Linked DNA regions of Mus musculus: region 1 is linked to region 2. The links are chromatin contacts, called in public HiChIP or PLAC-seq maps. All regions are on one chromosome and are shown on one strand. The core of a region is the stretch at or near the end of the contact, and the rest is flanking DNA. Distances in the headings are between cores, read along the strand shown.

Region 1 (5,247 bases), core at 1,059-3,558, 170 kb after region 2:
ATGTGACTAGAGGTCCTGTGACCCACCCACCCCTGCTAGCACCCCTGCCAGCACTGCCCATTCACCTATTCGGTGGACTGGATTTATTTCTGGCTTGGGTGGACTCGAGCGTGCACTATTAGCATTTCCTTGTGGAGGGAGTGTCATGGTTGTCGAGGCTTGTGCCCGTGAAAACACTCCATAAAGCATCCTCCTCCTCCTGTAGAACAAGGCATGTTCTTCAAGGAAAGCATTGGTTCTTTCATCCTCGGGGCAGCGGGGAAAGTAACAAGCCACTGGTGCTCAGATCTCCTATAAGCGTTTTACGTGCTGTAGAGCATCTGTGATGCGCTAAGGAGGGGAACAATCAAGGACCATCAAACAGGGAGGCCAGGCTTGCCCCTCGGTTTGTTCCCACTAAGGGAGTGAGAAGCACAACGTCGCTATGCAGACTGCAAGCGCCCAGCTTCTGGCACGTCCAGCTTGTGTTCTGTGACATATGCACCTTACTGGAGTGGAGTCCCTCAGAGCTGCCTTTTCTTTGGATGAGCCAAAGGCTGTGAGCTTTAGGGTCTGTTTTTGGCAGCTGAGCCTTCTGCCCCTGCAGCCTCCTGAGGTGGTGATCTGGTTCCAGCTTGGGTCTTCCCCACCTCAGTGAGGAGGACCCAAGGGAGCCGAAGCAAAGGGCCTCTGCTAGCAGATGCATATGAAATTTGGGATCTGTTGGCATGTGCTTGTAACATTCCACCAAAACATGACTGCTGTTTTCCCGTATTTTCTAGTGACCGAATTGCAAGATACTATTATTACTGGCACCTACGGAAACAGGTGCTGCACTCCCAGTGTGTGCTCAGAGAGGAGGCCTACTTCCTGCTGGCAGCCTTTGCACTGCAAGCTGACCTCGGCAACTTCAAAAGGAAACTGCACCACGGAGACTACTTTGAGCCAGAGGCTTACTTCCCGGCATGGGTAGGTACTGTCTGGATTCTCCATACTGCCTGTTCAGACACAAGCCTCTTCAAGAGATGAGCCTGCATGTTCTGGGCCCAGGGAAATCGCTGTGATGCCCAACTACCAATCGGAGGCTGGGAATCTTTCCTAGTCTGCTCATGACTGAGGAGGCTCTCTGGCCATCTTAAATGCAGAAGAACTTCAGCTTACCCAGCCCCGTGTTGGAATGTGCATAGCAGTGATACTCTGGGGTTTTTTGTTTTGGGGGGGTGGCGGTTTGTTTTGTTTTTTAAGCAGGGTTTCTCTGTGCATCCCTTGCTGTCCTGGAACTCACTTTCTAGACCAGACTGGCCTTGAACTCACAGAGATCCACCTGCTTCCACCTCCCAGGTGCAGGGACTGAAGGTGTGCAAGCCCACGCCTGGCTAGCGGCGACACTCTCCATCCTCCCGGTGAATTGTATTTTTCCCCTTTGAGGGAAAATGATTACTTCTCAAGCGATGAGATCATTCACAGTTTTAATGGGCTGAGAAAACAACTCTGAATCAACATTTGGCTCTGACCTCTGTGTCCTTCCCTGCCAGGCGAGGAGCCGTCCCCTTCTGTCAGGAGAAGATAGATAGATGTAGGTCATTCTGGCAGGAGTAGGCTCACACACATGCTCCGTAGCCTGTTGGGGTTGCCAGTCCTCCTGCAGGCCGCTCTGTCCCTCTCTTCTGTGGCCTCGGCTCTGGCTCAGGCTCTCTCCCCTACTGTTGATGTTCACCGGAACAATGGGTCACCTGCGTCCACAAAGCAGAACCGCCTGGCTGGCTTCCCAAAAGATAGGCCAAGTGTGCTTGACTTTCTGGCAGCTTCCTTCCCATCCGTGTGCGTTCCTCGGTCCTCTTCCCCCACCTGCTCCCCTTCAGGCAAGCACATGCCATCTCTCGGGTCATTCATGCCCTTTATGTTGCCTGATTCAGTAGGCGCTCTCTTCTCCTTTTGCTGAATTTTTCTGCTGCCCTTGGCACCTAGCCACTTACACCAGGGAGATTTCATCCCAATCACGGTTTTTCATGCCTACCTTCAGAATATGCAGGTAATGCCTAAATATGCCTGCCCTGTACAGTGAGGTGGCTACTCATTCCTTAGTTCCACAGACTCGGAACACCCCCAATCACACTCCTCCCTCCCCCACCTCCACAGAAACAGCCCTACCTCTGTTCCCCTGTTGTCAGAGGGCTGGAGGCTGCCATAGGCCCAGTTGCCAGAACCTGGCATCACATGGACTTGGCTTGGCACTGTGCCTCTGCCACATTCCTACCCACATGCTCTGATGTGCCCACTCCATTTCCTGTTACCCTGCTTAGTCCCTATTTTGTCACTATTGGTTTCCTTCTAAGTCTACTGCATCCTTCCGTTTGGCGTTCCCTCCCTGGGTCTCAGAGCTCAGCACAGTGTTGCAGAGCTATTCCTGCTTCGGTGTCCCCCAGCTTGCTCTGAGAGGAGCGAGCCTCTTACTTTACACAGTACCTGCAGGAACTCCCCAGTCACCTGTGGTGTGAAGTCCTGGCTCCCAAGTGTGCAACTCCAGGATCTGGTTGATTTCTTAGACTGGATGCTCTGGCACCATCCAGCTGGTGACTCTACAGATGTGTCCACACAGCTGCTGGGGTGCCTTAAACTTCTGAACCCACCGCAGCCCCAAGCAGGGTTTCTCTCTGCAGCCCCAGCTTCCCTGAAACTGCCTATGCAGACCAGGGTGGCTTAGCACTCACAGAAATGCTCCTGCCTCTGCCTCCTGAGTGCTGGGATTAAAGGTGTGGGCCACCACCGGCCTCCATGTAGAATCCTTTGTGAAGTATGAAAAGTAAGCACCAAACAACAGATGCTGAAGTCACGTTAGAGCTGAAAACTCGCCAGTGTCCCCCACTGCCACCATCCGAAGCCCTTGCTTCTGCTCGTGTTGCCACTGGCTTTTTGTGTTTTCAGACCCTTCTGAAATCCGCATGGCCATTCCCAACACCCTCAGTATGCAGCCACCGGGTGCAGGGTGTAACTCACATTTGAAAACTCAGTGGGGGGCTGGTGAGATGGCTCAGCAGGTAAGAGCACCCTGCTGCTCTTCCGGAGGTCCTGAGTTCAAATCCCAGCAACCACATAGTGGCTCACAACCATCCCTAACGAGATCTGACTCCCTCTTCTGGTGCGTCTGAAGACAGCTACAGTGTACTTACATATAATAAATAAATAAATCTTAAAAAAGAAAGAAAGAAAGAAAGAAAGAAAGAAAGAAAGAAAGAAAGAAAGAAAGAAAGAAAGAAAGAAAGAAAGAAAGGAAGAAAGAAAGCTCAGTGGACCCCATCCAATTCTAAGCCCCAGCAAATCACAGGGAGGGCGTGTTGAATCGAAACCGTTTCCTCCTGTGTTTTCAAGTAGAGTTCCTGGCCTTTCCTGTGAAAACCAGTGTTCCAAAGAGTCCCGCCTGGTCCTTTACCTTCCCCAGATGAACGTTTCTAGTCTCACGTTCTGTGTGGGGGATTGTGGGAGTTAGTGGGACTTCAGTCCTGCAGCTGTTCCCTGACATCATTTCTTCCCACAGTACCATCGTTTAAGAGCGTAATCCGTGAAGTATGTGAAATTACTTCAGTTTGCGTGGGACTTCTGCTCACGTCGGTGACTCTTTAAACCAAAAGAATCTGTTTTCCCCAATTACGATTGTTTGTTCTACCAAGTGGGCGTTATATCTTACAACCTTAACTGGTTCCTCCCGGTAGCCTAAGAAGACAGCGAAAATGGGATAAAAATTAGAATTTTCTAGTGAGAAGTATCCAGCTTCATGTGGCCTGAATTAGCTTCTCATCCTCTTGTCGGTTGGGGCACGGTGTCCCCACAGGTTGTTTCCAAGCGGGGGAAGGACTACATCCTGAAACACATCCCAAACATGCACAAGGACCAGTTTGCCCTGACGGCCTCCGAGGCCTACCTAAAGTACATCAAAGAAGCCGTCCGACTGGACGACGTCGCCATCCATTACTACAGACTGTACAAGGTAGGAAAACCCTCCTTCCTGCGCGAGATTTCAGCTCGCCTGAGAACTCTGCTTTCCTCTTACAACAAGCTGTGGGAAGCTCTTCTTTTGGCCTGCCCTTGGTTACACGTGTCAGGCCTCCGTGGTCTAGCCCGGAAGCAGCATGTTAGAGTTCTTAAATGTTTGTAACGTGTGATAACGAAGGGCTGCGATGGTGATCTGCCTCTGAGGGCCTTATGCTATAGTTCTTTTTCTGCCTGGAAGAGTAACCTTTGCAAGATGTTTGGTGAATGTTATTGTAGTATTGCCCTGTGAAAGCCCCACCCTCATTATATTCCTTTAATTGTGGGAATGTTCCCACCGACCCCAGTGCAGACAGAGCACCGTATGCCTCCTTTTTTTCCTTCAAACCCCCACACTGTATAAAAAGTGATCATTTTATAAGCCAGGAAACTTGAGGCTTAAAAAAGTTAAATAATTCACTAAGGTTGCAAAACCAAGTGGCAGAAATGTGGATTGCAGCCCAGGCTCCTGGGTGACAGAGTTTCTGTGATCAGTTAGTTGCCTCAGGGACTCGGGTGCTCCGTATTCTCTTTGCATCCTATGTATCCCAGGCCTCCTTTCCACAGAGCGCTGTGAAGATGCTCTGCACACTCATGCTGGGCCTCAGCGTGCTCTGCCTTCTCTTCCGTGCTCCTCTCTGTATCTTCCCTATCCTGACAAGGGTCATTCCTGACTAGAACTGGATTCTTCTAAGTACTCAGGGTATATTTGCAAACCCAGTGGGACGAAGTTGTTAAAACATGGCCCGTGGGGTCTGACCGTGGGTTGAATCCCAGTTTGGCTCCTTACTATGTGACCCAAGGCAAGCATTTAACATCTCTGTGCTTCAGATTTCTCATAGGTTAAAGGACACTGGGACCTACCTACCCCTTAGGACTGTGGGAATTGATCAGTGAGCCATACCTGTCACATGACAGGCATGATGATCAGCATGGGATTTTGTTGATATGTTGGTTGTCCCTACCGCACCCCTTACGCTGAGTTAATATAAATGGGACCATTGTCCGGGGAGAATATGTTTGGTCATATTGCTGGGTGGTCATGTTACTAAATGTAACTTCCTGGCTGGTTCCAAAGCTCAGAACACTCCCTCTCCCTCCCTCCCTCTCCCTCCCTCCCTCCCTCCCTCCCTCTCCCTCTACTTTCCTCCCTCCCTCCCTCCTTCCCTCCCTCCCTCCCTTTCCCTCCTTTCTTCTCTCTCCCTCCCTCCGGCTCCCTCAAATTACTGCCTCTCCATCCTA
Region 2 (4,979 bases), core at 457-2,956:
CAGCTGCTTCATTTAGATATCTGAAAATTCTTTCAATGGTGTCCTGTTATTTTCAACATCCTAAACTTGAATTTCTGTGGTTAAATTCGCTCCTGATGAGTGTTTTGTTCTTTCTTGATGCTGTTATAAATGAAATTGTTTTATAATTTTTTAATGTTCGTTGCTACTGGATTTGTACATTGTACTGCTAGTACACAGCAATGTAAAGTTGACATGTATACATTGATCATTCCCTCGTGTGTCCTTCTTGTCCTCCTCTACCTTCCCTCTCTCTCTTATTCTCCATACTCTTCTTCCCTCCTTTCTCACTCCCTCCCATTCTCTTTCCCTCTTTCTCCTTCTTTCCTTCCCCTCCCCATTACTTACTACTCTCCCTCTTCTCTTTCTTTCTCCCTCCTCCTATCTCCCTCCTCACACTGCATCCCCCTGCCCCACATCTCTGACTTGTCTTCCCCTCTATTCTTCTCTATCAGCTAAGCTGCTGTTGTCACTGCATTTTGCCGATGCTGCTCCCTCTGTCTGGATTTCACCTCTCATGTGTGATCTTCTGGCTCATCCTTTGGCTCGAGCACATGGGCTGCCACTATGCCAGTCTATGTGTCCTGGGTTTGGGGCAGCTGCAATACTGAGTCTCTATTGGTTTACCTCCCCGTAGTCCCTCATTTGCACTACCCATTGACTAAGGTTGCATCTATGAGTCTTTGCCCACTATAATTTCCTTATATAATATAAGGTTTGCCACCTGCAAAATACCCAGCATGAAGAGCACTCAACAAATCATTCTTTGGATGAAAGAAAGAGCAGTTAACACTTGGGGAAAACAGCTCTTGCTAAGAACTCTAGGGTGTGTGTAGGTGGGGCACATACCACCTACAGAACCAATCTGGCCTCCTTCGGCAGCATTGCATTCCAGAATGGAATGTGATCATCTTGGGAGAGCAGAGGCACAGAGATCCAGGCCAGTTAACTCTTCTGTGGTTGTTTCTCTACCAAAACTCCCTGCCTGGGGGTAGGAAAGTCAGAAAGAAAATTTCAGTTCCCTGAATCATTTGTAAGTGAATAAACTGTCTGACTCCTTTGCTTTTTTACCTGTCCTGAGGTACAGCTGACTTCTGCTGGGGGGAAGGGAAGAGATGCAGGATTTTCCTTGCCAAATTCCTTTTCCCTAACAAATAGGGAAATTCCTGACCAGCTGTTGCAGTGAGTAGAAAGAAAAATATTCCCTTGGAACCCTGCGGCAGAAGACACTTTGTGTGCTGGCTCCTCTCAACGAGTGTCTAGAGCCTTCCAACTACTGCTCTCTCACCCGGGGTTCTTCATAAATCTCAGAAGCAGCAGCCGGTGTTTTGTTTTGTTCTGAGTTGGAATTTCCTTTAGCTTCAACTCTGGTGTTCAGAGGGCAGGATAAAGCCTAGAACATCAGGAGGGAGACTGGGGGTGATAGACAGGAGAGGGAGGAATGAGCCCAGGCTGAGATGGGCTGCAGCTACTCCTGATGTGGGATGGACCATCCACCCCATCTGGGACTCCACAGTCTGCGGCCTGGCCAACAGAGGAGATCCATTTACATTTGGGGATATTATCATATTGAACTAGGCTTAGGCTTCCTGTATGAATTGAGCTTTGCTGCTGGGTGTGCTGAGACCTTTAGACACACAGAGTAATGTACTGTGAGACTGAAACACTGCTATGTAGGCATCTCTGTTCTAGCTCGGGAGTCTCCATCACCTAGCCTAGCACGAGGCCTGGATCAGAGTGCAGCTTAGCTGAAAGGACAGAGTGTTTAAATAAGATGATGTAAATTAGGTTTTCCCTTCCTCTAAACCAAAGGGTGCAAATGTCCACAGCACTTCAGTCACTTAGGGGAGGTAGGTCACCAGTCAGGAACAAATCCTGTGAGTAAATAAGTCAAGTCATTATTTTACCATCAATTAAAAAAAAAAAAATCCAAGAAAATTGATTTCAAAATGAAAACACATAGCTTACTGTGTGTATGTTCTGAAATGCTTTGTCAGAGGAGACGACACGTGTTTATACTGGAACAAAAATGAAAGGGGAAGTTTGTAAACGCAGTGCTCGCCCTCCTACCCTGTCAGCAATGTGTGTCCGGTCAAAGTTACCTGATGAGGCTGTTGGTGCTGGCTTGGTTTTGGTGGAGGAGATTGGGGGTTGGAAGGGGGAGGGTGTTGTTGTTTGGGTTGGGTTGGGTTGAGTTGTGGTTGTGGTTTTTTGCTTATTGATGTCAAAATATCTCTCTACTTAAACGGAGAAAAACGACTTCAGCAAACTGTTCTAAGGTCAGTAGTGCTGTGTACAGTGCCTTGAACCTCGGGTTTCTGAGGATTTCTGGGCACATTTCCAGTCGCTTCCGATCAAGTTTGCCTCTAAATGGAGCAGAACTCTGAGTCAGGACGACGTCCTTGCTAAGTTTGTTACAAACTTAGCTAGACCTGAATCTGCTGCCTTAGCTTCCTCGGCTGTGGGAGCGTTCCCAGTCACCCAGGTGCTATTTTGGTTCCACACGGATTCAGTGAGCATGGTCTGAGGAGCCAGGGAGAAGACCGGAAGCTCACTTCGAGGTAGAGGTATCATTTTCCCCTCAGTGAAATGGATGAACTTCTCCAAGGGTGGCCCTGATGACTAACACGGGGAGAGGATGAAAGGAGAAGGCAGGAGGGAATTGTTTTCTCAGCGATCCCAGAGGCCAGGCGAGACCCATTATTAAGATGCGGAAACGTGTGCCTGGTTTTTGGCTGAGAAGAAAAGAGCAATAGAAAGGGGGAAAAAATGCTGAAAGCAAATGAGAAGAAAGGGCTCGGGGAGAGATTAACCTTGACCAGGGAACAGAACTGTGACGTCGGGTGTTGCGTGGGAAGAGTTTTGAGTGGGGAGACCGAAAGCACACTTATGTAACCAGGCCCTGCAGAAATGTCATTTAAAGTCCTCAGCAGCTTCGCAAGCTAAGAAGCAGAAGCTCTGGAGGGTACTGTGAGGTGCCTCTTACACATTCTCCTTGCCTTACACAGTCTCATATGCTGGCGGGGGGGGGGGGGGGGGATTGTTTACTATGGAAGGAACGTAAATACAATGTTAATGCCTCTCAAAATGTGCACCCAAGACGTTGGAACCAATCACCAGGCACTCGCATGCCTCTAGGACCCATACCAGATGCTTCGAATCGACTCTTTGAAAGTTGATCTCAGAAATTTTCATTTCTTTTGGAAAAAAATAAATACAGCATAAAATTCATAACATTAAAAACTCTGAAGTACAAATTCAGTGACATTTGGTGCAGTCACAATGTTGTACAACCATCTTTACTGTCTAGTTCCAAAACATTCAATAACTACGCAAGACAACACTACACCCATTGAGACTTTAGTCCTCTTTATTCACCTGCCTCCCTTCAGTCCTGATGAGCGCAAACCTACTTTTACTATGTATCAATGTGCTCATTCTGGATTGTTTTTGTTTATGTGTTCATGTATGGTAGCACATGTGTGGTGGTGGTGGTTGTTGGTGGTGGTGGTGGTTGTTGTTGGTGGTGGTGGTGGTTGTTGGTGGTGGTGGTATGTCTGTGTATAGGACAGAGGTTGATGTTAGATGTCTTTCTCAATTGCTCTTCACTTTACTTCAGGGCAGGACCGGGTGTCTCTCCCTGAACTACCAATCAGGCTCATCTGACTCCCCAGCTTTCCCCGGAGATCCCATCCAAGCACTCCATCCACTGATCCATGTATGAGAACCCAAAAGGCTCCATTCAATTTAGCGCGTTCTCTGGAGTTCTCCCTAAGAATCCTTCATCAATGCCTGCTGTACATGATTGATCATCTCTTTCAGTCAGTCACAAGGTGACAGAGGTGTGGTTGTTTCCAGTATCATCTGCATACAAGTTTCCACCTGAGCACTTGTTTGCCATTCGTTTGAATATATAACTAGCATTGTAAATGCTGGGTCCCATGATTCTGCGCTTGACTTAGTAGCAAACTGCCAAACTTTCATGGAGCTGCACCAATCAATTTCCATCCCTGCTCGTGGTTCACTCTCCCCTCTCTTCCTGCTTTGTTCTGCTTCCAGAGGGAGCACTGTTTCCTTGTGACTTGGATTTGCATTCCCTAATGAAAGCACAGAGATTGAGTACCTCCTCTCACTCACTCTCTTCCAGTTTGTTTTGTAGATCTTCTTTGGAAAAAAGGGTCTACTCAGGTGTATGCTCTGTGAGTGTGCATGTGCTGTGTACTGAGCTATACCCACAACCCCATTTACAGTTTTTGTTTTGAGATAGACTAGCATCTAAGTTGCCTAAGTCAGCCTTGAACATACTCTGTAGGTATGGTGGTTTGCATAAGCTTGGCCCATAGGAAATGGTACTATTAGGGGGTGTGGCCTTGTGTAGGAAATGCGTCACTGTGGGAGTGGCTTTTGAGCCTATACTCAGGCTCCACCCAATGTGAAATGAGATCCCCTCCCCTTTCCTGGCTGCCTTCAGACCAAGATGTAGGACTCTCGACTCCTCAAGCATCATGTCTGCCTACATGCTACCATGCTTCCTGCCATGGTGATAATGGACTGAATCTCTGAAACTAAGCTAGCTCCAATTAAATGTTTTCTTTGTAAGACTTGTCTTAGTCATGGTGTCTCTTCACAACAATGGAAACCCATAACTAAGACAATAGGCAAGGCAGGTCTTGAACTTGAGATATTTCTGTCTTCACTTCCTGAGTGGCTAGGGTATAAGCCTGGGCCACCAGGCCAGACTCCACACTCATTTTTACTGGGTTGTTTGTCTTTGTTTTTTGTTTTGTTTTGTTTTGTTTTGTTTTGTTAATGTATATGAGCACACTGTCACTCTCTTCTCACACACCAGAAGAGGGCATCTGATCCCATTACAGATGGTTGTGAGCCACCATGTGGTTGCTGGGAATTAAACTCAGAACCTCTGGAAGAGCAGTCAGTGCTCTTAACCGCTGAGCCATCTT

The links. HiChIP or PLAC-seq counts read pairs in DNA pulled down with a chosen protein or histone mark.
Region 1: an H3K27ac HiChIP or PLAC-seq map of regulatory T cells shows a contact between it and region 2, with 5 times the contacts expected there. The contact joins two enhancer-like sites. A contact is called at or near these places in 1 of 15 datasets of contacts at CTCF or cohesin (the NIH/3T3 cell line), 9 of 484 Hi-C or Micro-C datasets (Th2 cells, cerebral cortex, cortical neurons and 6 more), 9 of 115 datasets of contacts at active chromatin or transcription factors (bone marrow-derived macrophages, embryonic fibroblasts, embryonic stem cells and 2 more) and 4 of 9 other capture datasets (adipose tissue, embryonic stem cells, liver and 1 more).

What each region holds. Positions count from the first base shown.
Region 1 is chr12:70,879,858-70,885,104 of GRCm38.p6, forward strand. Frmd6 (FERM domain containing 6) reads left to right here. Exons shown (of 14, transcript NM_028127.3): 6 at 762-948; 7 at 3,809-3,964. Among named protein-coding and RNA genes, the nearest start is that of Gm32664, 21 kb to the right of the region's middle. Within about 2 kb of position 2,309, at least 68 of the 459 cell types and tissues checked have an H3K27ac peak or open chromatin away from gene starts, as enhancers often do. A contact at or near this core is called in cerebral cortex, cortical neurons, granulocyte-monocyte progenitors and 1 more, where this site is marked.
Region 2 is chr12:70,711,620-70,716,598 of GRCm38.p6, forward strand. No RefSeq gene overlaps it. Among named protein-coding and RNA genes, the nearest start is that of Gm32322, 20 kb to the left of the region's middle. Within about 2 kb of position 1,707, at least 182 of the 459 cell types and tissues checked have an H3K27ac peak or open chromatin away from gene starts, as enhancers often do. A contact at or near this core is called in cerebral cortex, cortical neurons, granulocyte-monocyte progenitors and 1 more, where this site is marked.